2 separate regions of the Drosophila melanogaster genome follow, and region 1 is linked to region 2. Evidence: chromatin contacts called from public Hi-C data. All regions are on one chromosome and are shown on one strand. Each heading gives the region's core, a stretch centred on a gene start, on an enhancer-like site or on the middle of the called end of the contact. The rest is flanking DNA. Distances are from core to core; before and after follow the strand shown.

Region 1 (5,593 bases), core at 1,585-4,084, 69 kb before region 2:
GAAAAGAACTAAACGCGATGGTACGTGCCTTGCGACATTTATACCAACGCTCTCATCGCCCGGCAGCTGAAGCTGATAAGGATAATGCCAAGAGACCTCTCTGTTTGTCTGGCCGACTCAGGCAGCCATACCATCGGTACACCACCAGCACACCATCATTACACCATCGGTACACCAACACTATTGCACCATCGACCGGCGAGAGGACCCCTCTCGCTCTCTTGGATTCTTGCTCTCGAACTCATTATCGTAATAAGTTCAATGGCTCACGCTCTCAGGGTTTGTAACGCTAGTGTGAATTTGTTTTTCATTCTAATGGGCACACCCTGCGTATGAGTGATGCAAAATATTGAAGCCGGGTAATAGCTTCTGGATTTTAAGGTAGCTGATAGTTTAATGCGGTTCATAAAATTTTCGACGTATTTCAGCTTATTTCTTTTAAAAATGTATCCATGTATACTTTTTGTTTGTTTAAGGTGAGTAAAAATGATATTTTATAGAAAATCGCTGTATTGTGACCGTTAATTTTATCTTTTGGAGTTCATATGTATTTTTATGTTAGAAGTTTAAATGGATCTTTACAGGTCTGTAATCTTTAGCACATCAAAAAGGTAATTCTCAATTGCTTCACCCTTAAAAACAAAGACCCAAAGACGTCGATTAAATGACTCACTTGGAGTGCCCACTTACTTTGTTGGACCTGAGTGGGTCAATTCTGATCAATTTGTAATTTGCGCTGATAACAATGCCAATGACATGAGGATCGTGTCTGGTCTGGTGTCTGCTTTCGTGGGCATATCTTATCGGACATATTTATTGTATAAGGTAGCGAACCACTTGAAAATTTTTCGCCGAGCATAATTCCCTCGTGCGGGTCAGTTATAAAACTTTCAAACCGAATGTGATTTACAACCTATCGATTAGAACGGGGAATGCAACCAAAAGTGACGTAGCCCGGATCTTGTTGGTTTCATTTAGTTTGGGGCGGTTGCTTTTGCGTAGTTCTCGCAAATCCTACGCTCCCAGTTGGCCTGTCAAGGTCACTGGTGAGTGTGAGTCCGTTCGCTGATTAGGTGGGGAATACAACTATTTAGTTCCATCATATATGGAGTGTATGAGTGTATTTAGCACTTTATTACGCGCAGCCAGTGGTCTAGCCGCTGAGATTAGATAAGGATTTTCAGTGGACCAACCGCGGCCTTCGGTATAAAGTTCACTTTTTAGTTTATCTTCTATACTATGTGATTCTAATAAAGGAGGTTTGTTTGTTGTCATGCATGCATCTGGTGGTCTTATATTCGCACCTTATCAATTGGCCAATGGAATTGACAAACGCGTGCCGTTCACATTATTTGAATGCATACCACCTATTTACGAATGCAAATCATAAATACCTAATACTTAGTAAATATTTTGGAATTTGAACTGTTTTCTATAATTCACAGTAAATAATCTTATCTCAAGTTTTTAACGAATTATATGAACATCAGTAAGTATAAAATCTATTACTGAGTCATACCAGCTGTGTCGGGTTTTCGTTAGTTATTAGTCCGATACAAGGTATATACATTATTACATTCATACATATGATAATTATGGATAAAAAGATAAGATAGTTAGTGCCCAATAAACTTATCTCATTTCATACATTCGAGGAGATAGATCAAATGGCAGATAATACCTCTTGTTTGAACATTAAAGCTGATTGGTTAATAAATGAGTTTATTGATCGATTGAAATAATGTTAACTTACAAATAAGCACAGGCAAATCGATATATAATTGATACTTGTAACAACTGAAAAGGACCTATAATTTGCTTTCACAAAATTTCCCAGTCAGTAACGAATGCGCTCAACAAGTGGAATATTTCGTAGACGGGATATTGCGGTCAATTGTAATGAAATTACGGTTTCCTGCAACAAGGGATGTTCACTTTAATCAGAAAAGATCTTATGTGCTCGTTGTGAATTACAAATGTGTACAACGCCCTTTTCAGCTGAAGAGCTCACCAAAAAACACCCACACAAAAGGACAGTTATAGTAATTAAAAACCCATTTCTTTGCCAACTAAAGTCATACATACACACACAGGCACTTGGGTGAATTACAATCTCCACATGGAACAAAGCACATCAAATTTCCTAGCGACCTCAAACCCAAACAAAAACGTGGCGCTTCTTTGGGGTATTTTTGTGGTGTGGGGAGGTGTGGTGGGGTTTGAGAGAGCGAGCAAGAAGAGCACACAAAGAGCGGCTGTCTCGTTCCCGCTCGCACTAGTCAGCAGATTGGAGCAAAATTTGTATTTTTGTGTAATAAACTGCAGGTCCGAAAACAAACCACATAAACAATAAAGAAGAAACTGAAGGAAAACAGCAAACAAAGAGTCAGACGCAAAAGCTTTACAAAGGAAACTTAGTTTATGAAAAGCAGCAACAAACAACGAAATATTTTCCCTGTTGTTATATCAATAATCTTCAAGATTTTCGAGGGAGGAAAAAGGGCAAAAAATGGCAAGGCCCGGCACACCCAAAAATCAAAAGTCTAAAACTAATATTAGGTAATTGGGGCCACTTACAAGAGTTTCTTGGCGAATTTGTAGAATGCCACCAGCAGGTAAACAACTGTGGAAATTAGCTTCATTTTGCACTCAGCCGTTTGTTTAAATTAATTTAACTTGATGAAAACTATTTTGTACGTGCCGTAAATCAAAGTTCACTTTCATCAAATCGAATTTTGAGACTTTCGTAAATGGTTTGGTTGGTTTGTCGAAAATTTGGAAAAAAAACAGATGCCGAAAATTTGGTTAAAATTTCACTATCAATGTCATTTCCGCGTCGAACACGTTTTCCACACTAAGCGGGCACCACGAAAAAAAACTTGGAAGATAACGCTTTCTGTGACGTAGGAGAAGAGAAATTGGGAAGGTAAGAGAGAGAGCGAGATTGCAGTTGGCGCGAATTAGTATTAGTATTGGTGGACGGCGGAAGAAAGTAAAAGCCAACTGAAATGAGAGTTGTTTGCAATCCTGCACCGACGACCGTATGCCCTTTTCTAACACTAAAATAAAGACCTAATTTAAAATAAAAAATATGTGCATAAAAATCTGTTCAAATATAATAGAATCAAACATAACATATATTTGTGTTTTAAAATGTTTATTTTGTTTTTTTTTTTATTATATGCATTATATGCAAAAATTAATGCGGTAAGTTTGTAGTGCTTAGCAAAACCAATTTTTATAATTACATGTAACTTATACTTTTTAAAAAAGCTAATATACTCTGTTTGTGATGCACAAAGTCACGTCCACTTGTTGTGGCAATAAACTTTTGAGTGGGCGTAGTAAGAGCAGAGCTTAAGAGAACTCATGTGTGTCGTTAAGAGCGAACCAGAGCTTTCGTTGCTTGTAAAGCTCTTTGATTTCATCAGCTGTCGCAGAGCTTACGACATTCGTGTAAGGCTGCGTAAAAACTTTTAATAACAGTTTACATTGGCAACTTAGCAGTAACATTACATCTTAAGCTAAGTTAGCAGTTAGCAGAGCTAAGAAATTCGAAGAACTTTATCCTTATATAATAATCCCGAACGATCAGAAATTCGATGGCCTATAGTCATAGGCAGGTCCCATGCGAATGGAGATGTTGATGGGTTCGTTTAAACGCTCTGTCATCAGCCTGAAAGTGGAAAATTTTCAACAATTTTGCTTATATCACGTTAAGTACTTAGATTATCTCATACATTGTATCTAAATTAAAGCACTAACAGTTTGCATTAACTTTTTGTAGGCTCATGGTGATTCGTTTAAATTGTCTGCTTAAATAACACATTCTCATTTCAAACTGAAATCGAAACGTTTAATTTATAAAAATGGTTCATATGCTAGAGTTTTATTTCCTAATTCATTGCTAAAGAAACTGGCATTTCCAATTAAAAAACTTAAATTGAATATGTTTCAGCTTAGAAGGCCCAATCTAGCTGGTGTTGGCAAACCTTGGCATAAACAATAACAATGGGCTTATCTAGACCACTTGATTATACTATATGTTCATAAGGCGTACCGTTTTTCTGCTTCGCTCTCGCAACTCCGATAGCCTTTCCGGCGGGCCGATTTGTTAAGACGTAACGATCGCCTCAGTTCTTTGGGCAGCGGTTTATTCGTTTCACGCCGGAGAAAACTTCCGAATTTGTGGCACTTCTCGGCGAGATTCTGCCACACCAGCAGGATCAGACGCGTGTGCCGCGACGAGGTGGATGAGGCTTTGGAGCCTTTGGTACCACAATCGCGCAGCTCGGTGGTGGAGACAACCCACGACGACATTTTGACACTGACTGACTTTGCGGAGCCCCTTTGACAAACGCCAACGGCCACTTGGCCGGCCAATTGATAAGATTCCCAGTTGGCAATCGAAGCGATTTAGTGATATGCCGTCGTCACTAACCAAGTGCCGGATATGGGAGACAAAAAGACTAAAACTGAAGCAGTGCAGCAGATTGCAGATTGCAGCTGAATTAGCACCGCATTTAGTATTACAGAACATTTCGCAAAAACCAGAATAATTTCCTTTGCCATGAAAGCAGACGGAGCCTAGTTTCCTGCCCGAGGGACAGGATTCGGCAGTTTTGATTTCGAAATGAAAATCCAAATGCAATGCACTGAAAAAGAGCCACTTCATTTTATTTTCCATAATATTCTATTCTATTCTGTTTCACTTTGAAATTTTTTGCACTTTTAATCATGCAATTATTTCATCTAAAGTTATACAATAGTGGACATGATAATAATGTAAAAATTGTCTAAATTTCTCTCCGTGTACTTTCTGCAGTTATGAATTTTTGGCCATTGAACATTTTCAATAAAAGTCTCTGTCTGATGTCCAACAGCCCAATAGCCAGCCTCTTTGGGCGAGTAAAGGATATGCCCATTGCGAGCATGTCCTGTAACAAAATACAAATAGATGCGTTCGTCCGGCTCCCATGTGGCCAACACCTAGGGACATTTTTGGACCGCCCCCCATTCCCAATTAGGAGGCGCCATACCCCAATTTAAGCCTCCCCCCCTGCTACGCCCATTTTATCCATGGAACTCTTGGCTAGACCTTGGGTATCTGTATGCCACCAAAATTGCATGATGTTTGTATGGATGGGAATTTTTTGGCAACAAATCGGCGTAGGTTCAGTGTATTGTTAAAAGCGAAATTCGTTTATTGCCATATTGTTGCGATTTTGTTTTTGCAACAACCAAGCTGATTTGCCTGTTCTCTGATTCTTAACGTTTCGCCTCTAAAACTATTTTAAAAATTGATAAACAAAGCCATACATTTTGACATAGTTAAAACATTGTTACACTTTCTTAAAATATTTGCTAATCAAAGAAACGTTCATTTTTATGATGCCACATAGGTATTTAGTTTTAAAATGAATACAAGCATAACCACTTCCATTAAACATTTGCAACTATCTATCTTCCTACTAGCCGCATTCATTGATCGGAAAAGTGCGGGAAAATCGGATGACAGACGACAGTTGCAGACCTGAGCAAGGTTGTCCAAGTCTTGGCTTTTGCCTCACCTGCGGCCGGATTTGTGTCATGC
Region 2 (5,560 bases), core at 975-3,474:
AATGTTGTTCAGGCTTTTCTACTGACGAGACGAGACGAGTCGAGTCGAATAAAGGCCAAGAGCATTTAGTGCACAAAAGAGATAAAGCCAAGTTTTTCCTTTCCAGGCAGTATCCCAGCAGTTAAGATTTCATGCTGTTAGTGTGGCAGCTTAAGTACTAATTTATCGCTTTGTTAGATGGGCATTAGGATTTTAAAATTTTTCAAACTAACTTAACTAATATATTTGATTTAAATTTAAAACTCTTATTTATTGGAATGAGTTGATGATTTAAAAAAATACTAAAATATAAATATACTTTCAGGAATGCTCTTTAAACCATCCTTTTTCTATATGCACAGTTACACTTCACAATTGCGAAGGACCTCTTCTCAGAAATACCCGTTGAAAAGTGAACAGCCTGCTGTTGACCTTTTCTTAACCCCGGATCAGTTGTTGACTCGCCACGAACTTGAGCCGACCCCTTCCACGCCAAGATGATGATGAACCAATACAATAGGGCACCAGAAACCACAAGATGGCCCACTTGTAGAGCTCTCGCCTTACACATGCCCTTTATTAAAAAATTAAAATTGCTAACCGAAGAGGAGTGAAAAAGAGGTGGGCCTTGTGGCCTTTTTTTTTGGTATCATTTTTTTGTAGCTAAAATAATCAGGAAACTTAATTGAATCAAGTTGCAAGGCGATCCGGGGCCGACCAAAGGAAAAGCCTCATAATAAACGGCAAAAGAAATGGCCAAAGGAAAGAGGGGCTAAAGAGCTCAGAGGGTTGGAGATTCACAAAAAAAAAAAAAAGGGTGAAAAAGAAGTGAGGGAAGAGATGGTATTGGGTTGGATGAAAGGAGTAAACAAGGACTAAGGAGTGAAAATGTGCGCAAGAAAGCAAATAAATTGAAGTGAAAACAAATAGCCAGGGATGTGGCGATGGTGGTGGTTGTCTTGGTCCTGGTCCTGGTCCTGCTGGGTTACAAAGGAGTTCCATCGTGGGGTTTCGGAAGCTCGGAAGGGTCCAACTGGCGGACATTCCGTCAGAAGCCCACAATAACAACTCCACCTTATTTATAAATTAACAGTAACAATTTTTCCCGCCGGACATACACTTAAAAATTTTCGTGTATAAAAGTTTAATATTTCTGGCCCACTCACTTTACATTTTCTGTTCATTTTTGTTCCTTCCTGCTGTTTTCATTCTACGTATTTTCATTCTTGTTGTTCTTTGTCTGCCTCTGTGTGTGTGTGTGTGTGTGGGTGTGCGGGTGGGTGAGTGTGCTTTGTTCCGGGAAAAAGGAAGCTCCGGACAAGGTCCTTTGCCGTCGCTTAAGCAAATAATTTCTTTTCTTAGGCAGCGCTTTGGCCTTTATGCTCCGCCGAGTTTCGCCTCCTCCACCGGCAAAAATTCCCAACTGGCCAGCTGCATTGGTACTCGTTTTGAGCCTTTTTCACGTCTTTCGGCCCAGCTCCCTGTTGTGCGTTTTGTTTTTAGTTGCCTTCTCCGCTTGTTTGGCCTGCACTTCTCACGCACATTCTTCGGGGAATTTGCCCAGCACTCAGTCCAGCGGATACCGGGGACTTCACGGGAAGATCTTTAAAAGCCCGTCGGGAGTTTGCCAACTTTAAGTAGTTTGCACAAATTGAGGAATTAATATCGAAAGAGGAAACTGGGATAGTACTGTGTAAAGGTTTTTATGGTGTATATGAAATACAAACATATGAATAAGGTAATGTAAAAGCGGTTAACAAATTCCCAAAAATATAATAATAGGTTATATATTAATTATTCGATTTGGTTATGGAGTGATAGTGGAACCGAATCGTACCGAATTGGCGATATGTATAAATCGATTTGATACTCATTCCATCACGTGCCGGGAACGCGTGCCCAAAATCTCGTTTGAAGCTCTTCGGCAATTTTTAAATAAAATGTGAAATAGTTGGCCCGAGCCGCTATAAAGTGCTATTTCATAAGCAAACCGACAGAATCAATAAAGATAATGAGTGTCGAGCATGGACTACCCTAACCGAGGAGGGTTCCCTCTTAAAAGTGGAATGTCTCTCTCTTTATTAAATAACAACGATGAAAATGCAAATGCCAAATGCCCTTTATCATCGTGAATGGGCATTGTTTGTCGCTCAAAAAGCTCTCTCGTTCGCTATCAACAAAAGCTAAGCACATATGTATATATAGGAAAGTTTGACCGATCTGTTCAATTAGTCGCTGCACGATACTCATTCCGTGACCATGAGATTATTAACTGTGATCGCGATCGTGTTTTGCGCTTTGAGCGCCAAGCCGCTCGAGTCGGAAAGTGCGAAGATTTTGGCTACGCTGCCGTTTCCGGGTCGATCTCAGTACATATTTGTGGAGAGTTACTTGAAAGCTTGGCAGCTAAGGGTCATCAGGTGACCGTTATTAATGCCTTCAAGAACAAGGAGACACCAAATATGCGCTTTATTGAGGCCCTCAAAGCGCACGAATTCGCAGACGGTGTGTATTAACACATTGACAAGTAATAGTATTTTGTATTTATAAATCTATTTGCTCGCAGAGATGATGAGTTTGCTGAATGTGCCACTATTGTGGCAGCAGCTCAATGCCATGGATTACATATTAAACAAATTCATCGATGTAACTATGGAGGACGAGGGTGTCCAGAGGCTACTTAATTCGGGAGAAACTTTCGATCTGGTGCTGGCGGAGATGCTCCATATGGAACCGATGTACGCTTTTGCTCAGCATTTTAATGCCACTTTAGTGGGATTCTCCAGCTTTGGAACCGATAGAACTATTGATGAGGCTGCTGGAAATATATCACCCATATCATATAACCCGCTTGTGACCTCTCCTCGAACCGATCGGATGACCTTTCTGGAGCGCTTGGAAAATCACTACGAAGTCATTGTGGAGGACATTCATCGCCATTTCGTTCACCTGCCACATATGAGAAATGTTTACAAAAAGTATTTCCCGAATGCAAAGAAAACCCTGGAGGAAGTCATGGATAGTTTTTCGTTGATTCTGCTGGGCCAGCATTTTTCTTTGAGCTATCCGCGACCCTATTTGCCCAACATGATTGAGGTTGGTGGAATGCACATCTCGCACAAGCCGAAACCACTGCCAGAAGACATTAAACAATTTATTGAGGGTTCGCCACATGGTGTTATATACTTCTCCATGGGCTCCAATGTGAAGAGCAAGGATCTGCCACAGGAAACTCGTGATACGCTGCTGAAGACCTTTGCCAAATTGAAGCAGAGAGTGCTGTGGAAATTCGAAGATGACGATATGCCTGGAAAGCCAGCTAATGTGCTGATCAAGAAATGGTATCCCCAGCCGGATATTCTGGCCCATCCGAATGTGAAGTTGTTCATCAGCCACGGTGGTCTGCTGAGCAGCACCGAAAGCGTTTACTTTGGCAAACCCATACTGGGATTGCCGTGCTTCTATGATCAGCACATGAATGTGCAGCGCGCCCAGCGAGTGGGATTCGGCTTGGGCTTGGATCTGAATAATCTAAAGCAGGAGGATTTGGAAAAGGCCATTCAAACGCTGCTCACTGATCCCAGTTATGCCAAAGCATCCTTGGCCATTTCCGAGCGGTATCGTGATCAACCGCAATCAGCCGTCGATCGAGCTGTCTGGTGGACGGAGTACGTAATCAGGCACAATGGTGCTCCTCACCTGCGAGCAACTTCCCGGGATCTCAACTTCATTCAACTGAACAGCTTGGACACTTTAGCTGTGATACTGGCAGTACCTCTACTACTCGCTCTGTTAATCGTAACGTTATCTTGCAAATTATTGGGAGGAAAGAAACAGAAATGCTTACATGCTGATAAGCTTAAGAAACATTAGAGGCTATATGTAGTATATCTTTGTTGTTTACAGTTTTAAGAACCTTGTTTTCTTATCATTATTATCTAGTAATACCATCACTGATGCTATATATTTTATTGCCAAATGTTGTTTGTCATTTCAAGGGTCTGACGTTTCTTAAACGAGTTAATGGGGAACACCAATAATCGGCATTATTATTTTTCTATTGCCATCAATTGCTATCATTTGACCAGCTGTGCGAGTGTTTTTGTCTAAGTTTGTTACTGATAACGCTCGGTTGAAAAGTGTTTTTTATTTATACAGTGCAAATGGTCAGTATTTAATTACTTATCAATTTGATAATAAATCAAAATGACGGGCGAATAGGCGTAATTATAATACTTCTTATCATTACTAGGTCTGTCCAAGCAAAAAACGGAAGCAATCTTTTCATTCCAAACATATACGCAGTATTTGTTAAAATTCTGGGATGATAATAATGTTTAACTAAAGTTTTGCATATAAATGAAATCTTAATTGCAATGAAAATGTAAAACGTGGGGCTGGAGCAATACTAACTACACGGCCCACACGGCGTATGAGTGACATTTATCGAATTGGAATTAAAAATTTTTTGTACTTCCTTCGCCTCTATTTCAGTTTATTAACACCTTTTTATTGGTTGATTAAATGTAAGGAATTTAAGAATATTTGTTTTTTGGGCAGTCATTACCGCTCCCGGTCCACCATGCTTTAAGCCACGCCTACTCCTAAAAACTTTGCCCAAAGTACACAAAAATTACAGAGTTAAAAGTATCGCTGAGAAAAAAAAACGTTATCTTAATTGCGGGTTACTTTTTTTCAACTGGTCTGCCAGCTACCTGGTCGGAATAAAAGAGTCGTGGGGTGGAGAGGGAAGCCGACGGAAAAAGTGAACCCAAATTTGTGTCCGTTGCTAGCACCAGGACACGCCCTAAATCACTGGCTTTTTATCAACTTCAACTTGAAACGAAATTCAAATGTTTCGCTCGTTTTTCTCGGCCTGCAAATGCGATTCGGCTCCGGCTGTTGCCCCTAACAACTGGGAAAATGAGGGGCGGGAGGGAAAAACTGGAGTGAAAAAATTCGATTCACATACGCACTCGGGGAAATAATTTACTTTCTCAAAGCCTATTAAATCATTTCAAATTTTTAAACAGTTTTATTAATTACTTATACGGAAACGTGAAAACGGCTTATGATATAAAAAATGACAAAAGGTTTTTTGCTTTCATCTAGCATGAAAGATGGCTTAAAAATAAGTTTAAATGAATTCATTTATTAAAGTAATACCGTTTGTATGTAATTGTGTCGTTATTGTATTTTTTTTTAAGTGTAACTACACATACGCAAAAAGGAAACCTGTCCCTAGCCACTTTGCACTAAGTACTCACACAGAATTCCGTTTGAAGTTTTTGGGTGCCGGGTTCTGGTGCTTGTGCTCTCGGCTCCCGGTACTCGGTTCTCGGCCATGAAGGAAGCACCTGTACAGTGGGCACCCAGCCCTCGGCAACCGCCTCTTCTTCCACTGCTACAGTGCTACACGTGCCCACGTCAGTGGGCCATCGCTGCTCGGCTTGTAAATTGTATCCGTTTCAGGCACATAAATTGTTGTCAACTTCCGTTGGCTGCGACAACGTCGCCGCCACTGACCACTTCTGTGTCCAGCGATTCACCTGCTCCACTCCGGCGGGGCTGCTCATACCGC

Evidence for each region. Hi-C and Micro-C count contacts between places; a contact is called where the count stands out from the background.
Region 1: a Hi-C map of the Kc167 cell line shows a contact between it and region 2, with 6 times the contacts expected there. The contact joins the promoter of cu here to the promoter of Ugt35C1 in region 2. A contact is called at or near these places in 26 of 107 Hi-C or Micro-C datasets (the Clone 8 cell line, the D17-c3 cell line, the Kc167 cell line and 11 more) and 1 of 6 datasets of contacts at active chromatin or transcription factors (the Kc167 cell line).

The regions. Positions count from the first base shown.
Region 1 is chr3R:11,194,833-11,200,425 of dm6, reverse strand. It overlaps cu (curled), which reads right to left and starts at 2,834. Exons shown (of 6, transcript NM_169375.2): 1 at 2,578-2,834. The coding sequence starts at 2,642. It overlaps CG18577, which reads right to left and starts at 4,334. Exons shown (of 2, transcript NM_141787.4): 1 at 4,061-4,334; 2 at 3,141-3,676. The coding sequence starts at 4,320. The coding sequence ends at 3,592.
Region 2 is chr3R:11,124,992-11,130,551 of dm6, reverse strand. It overlaps Ugt35C1 (UDP-glycosyltransferase family 35 member C1), which reads left to right and starts at 2,224. Exons shown (of 2, transcript NM_001104274.2): 1 at 2,224-2,484; 2 at 2,546-3,955. The coding sequence starts at 2,239. The coding sequence ends at 3,852.